Regions from separate parts of the Sus scrofa genome. Here region 2 is linked to region 1. A link is a contact called in public HiChIP or PLAC-seq data. All regions are on one chromosome and are shown on one strand. The core of a region is the stretch at or near the end of the contact, and the rest is flanking DNA. Distances in the headings are between cores, read along the strand shown.

Region 1 (7,091 bases), core at 322-2,821:
GACCTTTATGGCATTTCTCTAAAATGGGCATGATACTACATGTCTTTCTTTCCTTGGGTTTCAGATGGAATCACGGATGTGAACAATCTTTGTAAACACAGTGCATGGTTCAGAAGGAAGCTATTATTAGTATTATTATCACTATTAACAACTATAAGGCTTTTGAGAGACAGGGCATGAGAACAGTGATGAAGGGCAACCATGAAAAACACTATACCCTGAGGACAGAGAGAATTAGGATCCCACTGAGAGTGTCTGAAGAAACATGGAATGATTACATGTCTCATTTTTTCTTTCTCACTTTCTCTAAATGACATTCATGGCTCCTAGGAACCCAGGGCTCCTCATGGCACTTCCTGAATTAATCTCGAAACAATGAGAAAACTTTGAATCTCTTTTTGGGCTGCTGCATTAATTTCTCTTGCTCAAGACATTGCTATCTCTCTCCTAAAGACTGAATTATGCAGGGATGTTGAAACCTTCAACTCCCCCAGTGAAGGGATGGCAAAAGTGGCTGTATACTGAAAAATGCAAGGCATCTGGAAAGAGTGCCCAGAGGCTGTAATGTGCCCTGGTGACCAACTGGCTGCCTGTATCCTGTTCTCTCATTCTTTTATTCCCTCCAGACATCCATGGTTTCTTTTCCAGCCCTGAGTAGTAATGACTTCTTCATTTGGCATAGCCAGTGGAGAGGGAGAGCAAGGGAACTTCCCAGGCCATGGGGACCATGCCTTGTTTCTATTGGCCAGAAGAGATGATGGACAAGCAGCAGATGCAGCTGTCAGACCAGCCTCATCGCTCAGCCTCTGGAGATTATTGATACTCAGTAGAGGCCAGTCAGCTGTTCAGTGGAAGAGTCCCAGGGTCAGTATTGGTCCAAATCTGGGAATATTGGTGTTCTCAGAAAGCAATTGCTTCCTAGCCCTATGCATAGAATGCTAATATCTAGGTAGCATCACTGCAAAACTCCCCAAACCTGCACTCTCAGAAGAAGCAGCTGGATAAAATTCACTTATCTCTCAATTCCAGGGTCCCTGAGAGGTCCTAACATCCATTGGATGTTGCCCCTTTCTTGTCTCACTTCCTCCTTATCACCTTACTCTGTTTCCAGATTTAGTGACAGTGACATTCCTAAGACACACCTGGCAAGTGCTGCAGACCCCAGTTAGTGAAACACTATCTGTAGATTAGCGCTGATCCAGAACTAGGCTCCAGGATGCTTGTTCAAGCCCTTTTCATTTTGCGTAGTTTTCTTTCAGGAACTAAGGTTGGCCCATTAATTGCCAATTTGCACACACAACCCCCGATATGCCTGCATTGCTAGTCCTTAGTTTAAGCTCTGTGTTTGTAAAGGGCAAAGGGGATAGGGGTATACATTGTTTTTTTCTATGAATCGGACCTCCTAGATTCAGTTCATGTGTAAGTGCACGAATACCCCTCTCTGTGGGCTCCTTAACGAACAGCTGAGTGGTCTCTGATGCATTTCAGTCAGTGATCGCTGTAGAGTGAAGGTGGAGCCTGGGACTGACTGAGGCAGCAGTTGCTGCCTTCCTTCACTCTCTCTCTGGCCAATAGAAAGAGTGGAGGACCTGCCCTTGGGCAGGATAGACTGACTGCTGACTGATAAATGGGATCTTTACCAGGCTTGTAAGAAAAACTCAGCGACGTTATGATAGGATGTATGACTATGACAGTAGACCTTTGGTCCAGTGCTCCTTTGATAGGTCAAATACTTTTAGGAGTCAGAAATACTGTCTGTTTACAGTTTGTCGTTGATAATAAATTCCTTATTGTCGGATTGCATGGTTTAGGGCCGAGTGTGTTATTTTGGGAAAAGTGACATAGCTCGTAGGGCTACATAAATATATCCTTAGTGTTGAAGAGTTGGATATGAAACAAATTATTACAAAGTAAACCTGACTGGCAAAAATAGTACAGAATTAGTTTATACTTCAATGGATTATAAATATAAAGCAACTGTTTTAAAAAATAGCATAGAAAGAAAACATTTAATTTTTTCTTTCTAGCAGTAACCTCTCTGGTATCCGTCTTGCCTGGAACAAACTCATATTCTGGGTATAAGTTTTTCCTGCCTATGGGACCTCAGCTAGCACCACTATTCAAATTCACAATACCCCTTTCCTGGGACAGCCCAAAGTCAATGACTTGTCAGTGGGTTGTATAATACCTTAAGCCTTTGCAGAGTAAGGTCTTTTCATGAATGCATCACAGTACTCTCTGCTCTACCTCACCTCCTTCCCTTCCCTTCTCTTTCCTTAACAGCTATTGATCTAGCAAACACTGCTCAATAAACTTCCTGTATACAGATCTGCAGTGAGTGACCAAGGAAAGAGTTTTTAAAAGTTAAAATATAAAATTCCTGAAGTGGAAAGAATTAAAAGAAAGGCTGGTAGAATAATGTCAAGAAAATCTCCCAGAATTTAGAACAGCTAGATGAAATGTGAGAAAAAAAAATAATGTTCTTCCAGAAGGAATTTTGAGGAAGGGAACAGAGAAAAAAAGAATAACAAAAAATAGAAAAAAATTACCAGACTTAAAGGACACAAATCTTCAGATTGAAAACATTCCATTGAATATTCAGCTAGATGGATGGAACAAAGATTTACCTTTGAACACACCAATGTTCAATTTTAGAACATTGCAAATAAAGGGAAGCTCGTAGAAGTTTTAGAGATAAAAAGACTTTATCAAGGCAGAATATGAATCAGACTAATATCATTTATTTTCCTCTGCTGTATTGGGTGAATGTAAAAAATGAGAATTCTTTTGCCTGTAATGCTTGTATTGTTCTCTTTTAAGCAACACAGATTTAGAATATAGAATTGCCATTTCATTGTCCAAGGGTCCAATCATACTCTTGTTTTTGCTGTGAATACTTACAGAAGCTTACGGCTTATTTTTTTTTTTAATTTTTTGAATCTATAAACAAAACGCTTTTGAGTTAAGTATAGTTACAGATTGGAAAGCAAATATAAACCCAGACAATTTAAAAATGATATAGTTTTCAGAATTTGGAACATAGAGATGGGGGGAGATGTGGAGGATATTCAAGGTACTAATTTCCTCACTTGACAGGGTATAGTTAAAGTATACTCTCCACAATTAATGAAACAAGAAAGAGATTTTCAGGTGTTAGGTTAAAAAGGTAAATAATAGAAGAATTAAAATAATGTTATTAGTGAAAATGAAACTGACAGCACTAATGGTCTGAACCCAGGCAAAACCCAGATTGGGATTCGAACCCACGGTTTTAAATTAGAATCACTCACCTGGTGTCTGGACTCACTGAGGTTCATGTTCTTCATGCCTCCGCACAGAAGGAAGTCAGTGAGAGACAAAGTGATAGGTAAGAAGTAGATTTATTAAGATAGGACGCTTGTGAGAGATGTAAGTGGGCAGGCAAGGAGGCCCTGCCCTGAGGATCTGGTGGCCTACAGTTTTATCATCCAGGGGGAGCTGGCGTCAGAAAAGACCATCTCTTCCTCTTTCTTCAGAGTAGTAACTCCTCCTTAGTATCCAGTAAGTTGTGTATTCAAATCAGCAGGAAGGTGGTCCTCAACCTCCTACCCTGGATCTGAACCTGAATTCAAGCCTTGCTCCATCCCTCACCCAATGACATGAGGCATAGCTCGTGCCTCCACTAGTCAAGCAAGCCTGCCTTATTCTGATGGCTTTCTTGAGCAATTATTAACTTACAGTGATCTCCCAATGTCCCCTAGGTTTCCCTCTCTAACTATGGTCCCTGATTGGGACTTCTACAACTACCTGTGCCTACTCCATCTCTATCAAAAGGAGAGAGGAGAAGAAGTGAGAAATAATGTACGTAGAGTCACTAGGAACTTCTAAAAATTGACACATTGGAAAAAAAAAGAGCATAATACTGCAGATGTTCCCTTAAGTGATCTCATTTAGCTTAGCTGAACAATGTTCCCCTTTTCTTCTTTAACATAGGGACTAGTGGCAAACAGACCACTCTAATCATTCCTGCCTGCAGTGCCTGCCAGTTGGTTTGTAAACTCACCCAAGAGTCCATTGTGTTGCTCCACACTTGTTTACGACCAAATTAGACAAGAAAAATTCCATACCTATGTGTGAAATACACATATTATTGTTATGCACAGAATCATGTACCCCCCCCCCCAAATTCATATGTTGAAGCCCCAACCCCTGATGTGACTATATTTGGAGGTAGGACCTTTAGGAAGATAATTAAGATTAAATGAGGTCATAGAGATGGGGCCGTAAGCCAATAGGACTAGTGTCCTTGTGAGAAGAGGTGGAAGCACGAAAAACCCTGCAGAGATCTTTTCAGGCACACAGAAAAGAGGCCCTGTAAGGGCCCAGGGAGAAGGCAGGTGTCTACAAGCCAGGAAGAGAATTCCCCCAGAAACCAAGCCTAATGACACCTTGATCTTGGACTTCTAGCCTCCAGAACTGTGAGACATTTCTGTTGTTTAAACCACCCAGTCTGTGTTATTTTGTTATGACAGCCCTAGCAAGCTAATACAATTATTATGTAAATACATGTTAGGAAGTACACATAGTCATTACTAGCCATTAAATTAGAAATAAGCTAGTAAAATATGTGTGAGATAAGAGATGTTTTATATGAAAAGTCACTGTGAAAATGTCACTTTGGTTTTACAAAGTTCTTTGGTAAATGCTTTGTTAAAGGCAAGTTACAAAAAATATTGTCATTGAATTTGGTATGGGAAGGCAATGTTCAAAGAAAGATTGGAAGAAAATGAAAAGCAATCTAGATTGATTACACACGGTTGCTTTGTACATGGCTTTAACTCCTCGCTGCACATTAAAGAAATGATGGCTAGAAATCCTACGCCAGGTGTACCAGCTGTGGTTGATGCATGACAGACCATGTGCTGTTCAAATGGGCAGCTTGTCTTTAAGAAGAGAAAATATCTTAGGCATGCATCAATGATCTATATGTCTTACTTATTATAATTTCTGATGTTAATTGATTTTTTTCCATGATAAACTACTGGTCCAAAATCTTCTCTATTGAAAAGTATACTGGCAATCATCAAAATAATAAGGAGGAGGAGGAGAAACAGGAGAAGGAGAGCAGTGGGGAGGAGGAGGAAAAAGAGAGGTTTAACTATCAGTTTTAGGGAGTAGGTCTGGAGAATAGAGGAGGAGGATGAAGAAGTCTTTTATTTTTCATTTAATATCACTCTGTACAGTGTGGACTTCTCATATACTACTTATATAAATTATTTTATTTTATTTTATTTTATTTTTTGTCTTTTTGTCTTTTTATACTCACTACATGTGGAGGTTCCCAGGCTAGGGGTTTAATCAGAGATGTAGCTGCTGGCCACAGCCACAGCAACACAGGATCTGAGCCACTTCTGCGACCTACACCACTGCTCATGGTAAAACCAGATCCTTAACCCACTGAGTGAGAACAGGGATTGAACCTGCAACCTCATAGTTCCTAGTCAGATTCATTTCCGCTGTGCCATGACGGGAACTCCTAGGAATTACTTTTTAACAAACATGCAAATTAGTAAATCTTTGTAGGCTTTGATTCCATGTTATTTAATTATCTAGGATGTTACAGCTGACTTTGAGTTCAGGCTGTAGAGTAAAGCTATCTGTATTTGAAGCCTGACTTCACTGTTTTCTTCTGTGTGAGCTTGGACAGTTTCCTTACCTCTCTTCCTCATCCGTTACCTGTAAAATGAGGATAATAATAGAACTGACCTCAAAGAATTTTGTGAAGATTAAATGAGGTAATATATGCATAAAGCATTTATCTCAGGGTCAGGCACATAGTAAGAGAGCAATGACTGTCCAGATAAATTTATATATAAGATATTTATTACAGTATATTTTGATCATTAAAACCTGAAACAACTCAAATGATAAGGAATAGGCAAATGTTTAAATGTTATATTTTATTTATAGATGATGGCTGGCTATTTTAAAAGTCTTATTTCTTTCATCAACATGAAAAGATACTGAATATATACTCTTAAGTGAAAAAGACAGGCATAAAACTGCCTATATCTATATCTGCACACAATACACATATATGTTTTAGACACACACACACACATACTTATTCCAATGTTGTAAGAGAAAAATTCCAGTATATAATAAAAGCCTGGAAGGAAATAACCGAAGTGTTAGTGGTGGTTGGCTCTTTAGGTGATGAGATTACAGGTGATGTTTACAGTCTTCTTCAGGGGGCTTCCACCTCAGTGGGAGGGGAGGTCATTTGTTTCATTTGAAGAGAGTACCTCCCTAAAGTGGAAGCTCTCCTGCTGTAGCTTGTGGTCGCCTATCAGATGCTGCTGGAGCCCTATTGCTGTCAACTGTGTCTGTGTACCTGAGGGAGGCACCTGAGAGCTGAAAAGAGGAAAGGGAGGAAGAGGATGAGCATAGTGGGTAGGATGGTGATAGACTCTTCAGGGCCATGAGGGATCAGCAGGAATAATGATGACACTGTGAGCTGTGGGATCCAATGTGTCATGGAATGATCTCCTTAGAGATTCTGCAAGGTTTGGTGAGCAATGAGGTGTTGGGAGGAGTAGAGGCTATGCATTGAGATGTGAGGTTTAGGGGTTAGATATTTCCCACAGCCTCCTGTCCTCCTTTCAAAAGATCAACCAGGTAGCCTTTGGCTCTGCTTTGTCCTTCAGATCTTTCAGAGCTGTGTGGCCCAGCTCTCTCCCCGGCACAGGACACACACATGTCTTTCAGTGCTGCCCTTCTTCCAGTCCATGCTTGCCAGCCCTCCTTTAATCTCCTGCCTTCCAGCACCCTGCACACCCAGCGCTCCACACATTCCACTAGGTCAGGACTCTGCTCTCAGGGCTCTTTCATCATTGGAAGACCGGGCTGTTGTTGCTAAGCAGAGTATACAGGGCACAACTGTAGCCAACTGTTTAACTCAAGCTAATTCATGGTATTTCTCAGTTTGCCTGGATTATCAATTGAGGAAGCAATGATTTCCCAGTTTACTACAAAAGTTGGTGTACCTTGACCACCTGCTATGAATTTTACTCAAACCCCAGGAAGCAAACATTGATTCAGTTTATATTATT
Region 2 (6,654 bases), core at 2,730-5,229, 130 kb after region 1:
ATACTTTTCTCTGAGGAGATCAGGTGACTATATCTTGTCAATCATTTGAATGATGGATCTTAGAGAATAGCCATACATTATCATAAGTTTAATCAGGTGTAATTGACTGATTAAATTGTAATTGGTGTTGCACTGGAGATTCTGGTACATGATAAACAGCTACTGATATGGTAACTGTGTCTTCTCTACCAATAAACCTAAAATAACCTTAATAGTAACCCCCAAATAACCTTAAAAGTGACTTGTTTCATATGGCAAAGATAGCCATATACTTTTACTATACTGCTTCCTTGTTATGTCAACTCTCTAGTTCTATAAATAATTTAGATTGAAGGACTTTTAATAATTTTGCCATGCCACAGAACAGCTTGATGGTAGAACCTGATGAGCAAGAAATAGAAAGTATCCTTTACCCTCCCTGCTTAAAATATGGTCCTCAGACCAGCAGCAGCACCTGGGAATTTTTTTAGAATTGCACAATTTCAAGCCTCATTCCATGCCTACTGAAGCAGACTCTTCTATTTTAGCAAGATTCTCAAGTGATCTGTATGCATATTAAAGTTTTAGGAGCCCTGCCCTAGACAGCATGTAAGTATTCCCCTTTCTGGAAGGAGAATAGTTCTGAGGTACAAGTCATGAACAATAGTTGATGATTTAGACACATTACCAGGAGAGTGGAAAGAGCAGGATTCACAAGTAGGTCTAGTGAAAAGTCTTGTGGATGGATCTCTTGGATATATCTAGAACATGACAAAATTTGTCTTCCCTGTGGGTCCCACTGCAGAGGAGTCTCTTAGTAATAAGCTGAAACGTTCATTTACTTGCCCAAGTTCACACAATTCTTACATGAGGGAAATGACATCTAAACCTAGGCAGTTTACTCAAGAGTCAAGATCAGGCACACTAAAGCCAAGCACCCTCTAAAGTTCCCTGTAGGAGACTTAGTGGAGAAGTCTACTGCTGATGCAGACCTCTTAGAGAAGGGCATGCTAAGGAGCTGCCTCAGGAAGGCGGTAGGGAGATGCTTCCTCCACTTTGTGTAACTTAAATATGGCGATGGGGCTGAACAACTGAAGAGAGTGGTTAAAGACAGGTTACACACAATTTCTCCCTCTGGAACAGAAGTCACACATGTTTACTTACAGTCCACTATAAAATATTAGCGATCCATAAACTTGGGGTCCTTCAGCTGTGATTCAAATTCACTGTATGTACAGCTTCCAGTTGACCCCTGTGTCACCTCTGTGGGACTTGGGAGGCAAGGAGAACCATGGCAAACAAGATGCTTCTGCTGCCTGCCATGCTGCAGGTAACACAGTCCCCGAGTGGTGACCTAGGACACATCATGCATCTTCTCTCAGCACCCCTGAAGCTGTGGCAGGTTAACTTACTACTTGCATTCATAGAGTAACATGGCAAACATTCAGTTTTTAACAATAATTTGGAAGAGGAGGATTTTCTTGAAGACCCAAGGGCTTTTTTACAAGCTTGGGTAAGGCTTTGTCTTTGAATGGACGCACCAACAGACTAAAGTGAAAGATAAAAGAGGAAATCACTGATAGCTGGTGAGAGTCAAATGGATTTGTTCAGCAGGAACTAATTACAGTGTACAGTATATGAATTAGTCCACCAAGTCAATGAGACAGGTAATGACAAACCCTGGAAATTCCTGAAGATCATTTACTGTTAGATATTAGTTAGTTGCTAAAGCAATGGCTCAAAATTTTAACTATTTTAAAATATCTTCTTATTCATGTTGAAGATACCAAGCTAGAAAGAGGTCTTCTTTTTGTAGAACATTTGTACATAATGACACCAATGCAAGGCATGCTTAAGTCTTCACACTTCAAAGAAATGACCTTTAAGTCACACTTAGGGAAAGTAAGCTAAAAATCAGTGGGGCATTCCAGTTGCCAAGGACACTTGTAATCATTTCCTTAATTGTCCATGACAATCTTATTATCAAAGATGTGGGACATTAATTAATGATGGAACATCTATTCCTGGAAAAATAGGCCTTGGAGGCACAATAGAGAGCTTCTCCTCCATACATTCTTTGTGAATGCTGCTTCTACAGTGTGGGTCATCCATGTTGCAAGCGTTGCCCGGATGGCATGTAAACATCTGGAGCACTCAATTGTCTGAGAATTGGATTGAATAAAATCAATGCTGATAATGCTGAAAATATGTTCAAAACCAATGTTCCCTAAAGAAGCTTTTATGCCTAGATTAGTATCAGTGTTTAATTGACAGCCTCTTCACTTGGTTAATTACTTGGTCTATTGTGGCAGGGAGAGGGAGAAAAGGACAAAAGCATTTGTGTTATGAATCGTTGCCAATAAGGGAATCAAATGAGAGAAAGCTGAACACCCTGCCCCAGAATACTGTCTTCCATAAAATATTCCTTGCACATGATTTTTTTTTGAATGACTGTCTTTACAAAAATGAAAAGTGTTGAAATAGAGCCTGTCTTTCGCAATAAAAGAACCGTTATGTTTTTGTGTAACTGCGGAGGGCAAACTCTGAGGTGAACTTCTTTTTGCCTTCATGTACCTTTCACTGTAAATGAAAGGACATGAGACACTGAGATATGAAAACAGGTTAATGATTTATTCTTTGTACCTTTGAACTTCAGTATAAACTAAACCTTTTCTACAAAAGGAAGCAGAAATTGGGCTACTATGAAAATCCTTATATTTATTCTTGATAACTTTAATTTATAACACCGTGGTATATTTCTTTTCTAGAATGGAAGGAAGTTATGGCAATCCCTATGTACTCTGCAACATCATGTTGACATTTGAAGACATTGAAAATATGAGTTCAGAAAACATGTTCCTCTTAGTTTATCTCCTTTTCCAGTACATCCTCATCAGTCTGACCTCTGAACATTGTTGCTCCCAAGGCTCAGTCTAATGCTTAACTCTTGGTCCTCTGCTCTTTTCTCTCTGCACGTACTTCTTTGGTGACTTCAGTCTTTAAATAGCATCTATATATTAGTGACTCCTATGATTGTATTTCCAGCCTGTACCTCTTCCCTGAACTCCACTTGGATGTCTACTGGGCATTTTTTTTTTTTTTTTTTTAGGGCCACACTTGCAGCATATGGAAGTTTCCAGGCTAGGGGTCAAATCGGAGTTGCAGCTGGAGCCTATGCCACAACAATGCAGGATCTGAGCCAAGTGTAGTGTCTGACCTACACCGTAGCTCACAGCAACGCTGGATCCTTAACCCACCGAGCGAGGCCAGGGATCAAACCTGTGTCCTCATAGATACTAGTCAGGTTCATTACCACTGAGCCAAGACAGGAACTCCTCTACTGGGCATCTTAACATTTTCAAAACTAAAACCTTCTTGGTTGTTTGTTCTTCTCACTGTTCTTCTATCACTCATTTTTTCGACCATCCTATCACTCTTTCGACTGAAGTAGAGCCAACAAATCTGATGAGCATTAAAACAAACAATAAACACTCACCACTGCTACTGTTACATGTTTATCCTTTCTTACTTGTTTATTACTTCAGTCTCCTCTCTCATTCTCTTCTCTTTCACACTATTTTAGTTTCTTTTTTTAAAAAAAAAACCCTCAGCACTTTACAGATGCTACCTCATTGTAATTCTCATGAAAACATTCTGGCAGGGGCACGGTTATACCCCATTTATACATAAAGAACCTGAGGATCAGAAAGGTTAAGGCGTTTATAAGGAGCTGAACCAGCCTTTCTGATTCTTAAGCTTATATCCTATTAAACCACAGCATGTATTGTATTCAGGTCTTTAAACACCTGTCAATTTAATTAAAACATTAGTCAGAACAGTTATTTTCTGTCACTAATGAGACTGATGGCCTGAATGCTTCATTTTCAAGTATTGGTTTTGTTAGAAATGAGCCTCATCTAGACTTTACTGAGCCTGTTGCTCCACATGGGCTAGAAGCCAAGCAAATCATTGTCCTTTGTGAGAAGAGCAGCAGGAACATCAGAGAAGAAGCCAAGGAAAAGCAGAGGGAAAGAGCATGACTTGGCTCCACCAGTTAAAACTTGATCTGTGCCATGGATACTCATTCAAATGAATTTATGGGGTTTTTTAAAAGATCACCATTAGTGCCAAAATTCAAAGCCAAAGGATCATGCCATGTTGACTGATGTGAGTGACATTAGAACTCAATGGTCAGGCAAGTCCTACGGTTTTATCCCAATATGCGTCATACTTGGATTAATGTTTATTTAGGCAAGACATAGATATTTATCTTTTTATTTCTGTCGGGAAAAGGAATAGATCTCATAAGTCATCTAATTTGTCCTCTTTAATTTAGGCCTAGATATGTCTAAATGCATAAGTGTCTTCTGTGGGCTTAAAGATTTCTAGACCAGAATCATTCCCACTGTCATATTCCACCAGGATGGTGGAGATCGTGATACTGATCTTGTGCTGATTTCTGAATAAAAAACGAGGCTACCAGGCCACTGAAGTCAAGCTTAGAAAACATTTACTGAACACTTACTGCATGCAAAGTAGATGTTATTATTCCTACTTTGTAGATGAGGAAATTGAGACTCAGAAGGGTTAAATAAATAGTTAAATAAATAGTTAAAGTCAGTGCCACTAGTTAGTTGCAAACATTCTCTCTGGGATCTCCACCTGCAGCCTGGCATTCTTTACCCCCGTGATTGTTAAAACAAAAATATAGTACAACAACAACAAAAAGTGAAAAGCTTGCATTTTAATAATAATGACATTTTATTGATGTAAAAAATGTAATAATTCTACCTTTGTGAAGACAGGATTTAATGCACAATTATCATATTGTAATGCCATATCTATGGAATCATGACTGACATCCATAGCTAAAATATTATTCAGATGGATAGTAATCATAGATAACATGCTTGTTATATTTATCTTCCATGTATCTTCATTCAGACCATTGTTTTTAAACCCTAAAAAAGATTTTATTATTACTGAATGTAGAGTTTTGTACCAATCATGCTTAAAGTCCAGCTTAAGAACTTGGAGCCACAAGCCACATTACTAATAGAGATATAGAAGAATGTTAGCGCATCAGCTAATTGTCTAAAGAATATGTTGATACTATAAGTATAAAAGTAATAGATGCAAACCAAACTCTCTAATTTGCTTATAACACCTGTGTAATACATCATAATTTGACTTGAGGATATAATCGGATTTAAGATTTACTATGCCAACATTGCAGTGAGATTTCCTAGATATTTATCACCAGTGAGAGAAACGCCTGTAATGTCTATCCCAGAAATTCACACACACAATTACAGTAACCTGCTGCTCATTACAGGTTAAGAGGCACGTTCTTGTGGAACCCAATGCCTCAGCGATAGTCACAGCTGTATTTGACAGACATGACTGTGTTCCTGCCAGGGGCATGTTTCTTTCTTTCAAAGCATGCAAAAAAATGAGAAGGTAAAAGAAAAAAAGTTACTCGAAAGGAATCAAATGAAAAAGTGATTGATAAGGTTTGCTGGGTAGCAGAACGAATCACATGCTAGTTCTGTAATTATTCCAAATTACAATTTAAATATCCTAGTGGGTATCTGACTAATTTGACTATAATTGTCAATATACCTTTTTGGGGGACCTTAATTACTTAAAGTCTAGAATTTTAGTTCCTACACACACACATATTTTATCAGGAATAAAATTCCTGATTTTAAATTTTGAATTTTCAACTCCTGTTCACTCCTCCATCCTTACAATAAGATTATTTTCCCATCTGAGGAACAGGAACTGCTCATGTCAGAATCACCAATATTGTCCATTCTGTCAAATCCATTTGACACTTCCCTATCCTCATCTTATTTGGTTTATTAACAGAATTCAACACAGCTGACTTCTCTCTCTTTTTCTCAAACCTTTTCTTCTCAACTTGGATGAAAACATATGCTTATGGTTCTAGAGATTTTGTATGACAAGGCAATTTAGACTTTGATGCCAAACTGCCTGGGTCTGAATCTCAGTTTATACACTTACAATGACCCTGAAAAAATTAGTTTTAACTTAGCTATAACTTGCATCCCTTATATGTGCAAAATGAGATGCTAATAGCATCTGCCTAATTAGGTTGTTATAAGGACTAAATAAAGTAATATTTATTTATAAAGCATTTGGAAAAGTGCCTGGCATATGGTGAACACTGTAAAAATATTAAATAATTTTAGTATTAACTCTTTCTAATTGCTCCTTCTTTGCTGATTCAACTTAGCTTATAAAAGTGTTGGCATTCCCTGGTGCTGGGTCATTACCAGTGCTCTCTTCTGGTCCCATAGTTTCAAATTTCACTTATCTGTTGATGAGTCTTGAATATATGTCATCTCTCCTCTGGACTCGAGACTCTCAGATGCAACTGCTTAGCTCAAAATAACCTAAACCATAGATAAGTATTGTAGCTCATATAACAAGAAGTTCTAAGGTAAAGTGGTTATAAGTAACTAGTCAATTGATATAGCAGCTCAGACATATCATTGCATCCCTAAGGTCTTTCCATTTTTTTTTCACTTTTTCATCAGCTAGCTCTCCCAGTTAACAGGATGGCCACAGCAGACACGGTCATCTTGTTTAGAACCAACAGTGTCTATTGCAGGATCTCTCAACCTTGGTCATACTGACATTTGAGGCTGG

What was found. HiChIP or PLAC-seq counts read pairs in DNA pulled down with a chosen protein or histone mark.
Region 2: an H3K27ac HiChIP or PLAC-seq map of skeletal muscle shows a contact between it and region 1. The contact joins two enhancer-like sites. A contact is called at or near these places in 1 of 47 Hi-C or Micro-C datasets (epiblast stem cells) and 1 of 2 datasets of contacts at active chromatin or transcription factors (skeletal muscle).

Annotation. Positions count from the first base shown.
Region 1 is chr1:44,577,325-44,584,415 of Sscrofa11.1, forward strand. No RefSeq gene overlaps it. Among named protein-coding and RNA genes, the nearest start is that of VGLL2, 23 kb to the left of the region's middle. Within about 2 kb of position 1,572, at least 3 of the 83 cell types and tissues checked have an H3K27ac peak or open chromatin away from gene starts, as enhancers often do. A contact at or near this core is called in skeletal muscle, where this site is marked.
Region 2 is chr1:44,708,077-44,714,730 of Sscrofa11.1, forward strand. No RefSeq gene overlaps it. Among named protein-coding and RNA genes, the nearest start is that of RFX6, 120 kb to the right of the region's middle. Within about 2 kb of position 3,980, at least 2 of the 83 cell types and tissues checked have an H3K27ac peak or open chromatin away from gene starts, as enhancers often do. A contact at or near this core is called in skeletal muscle, where this site is marked.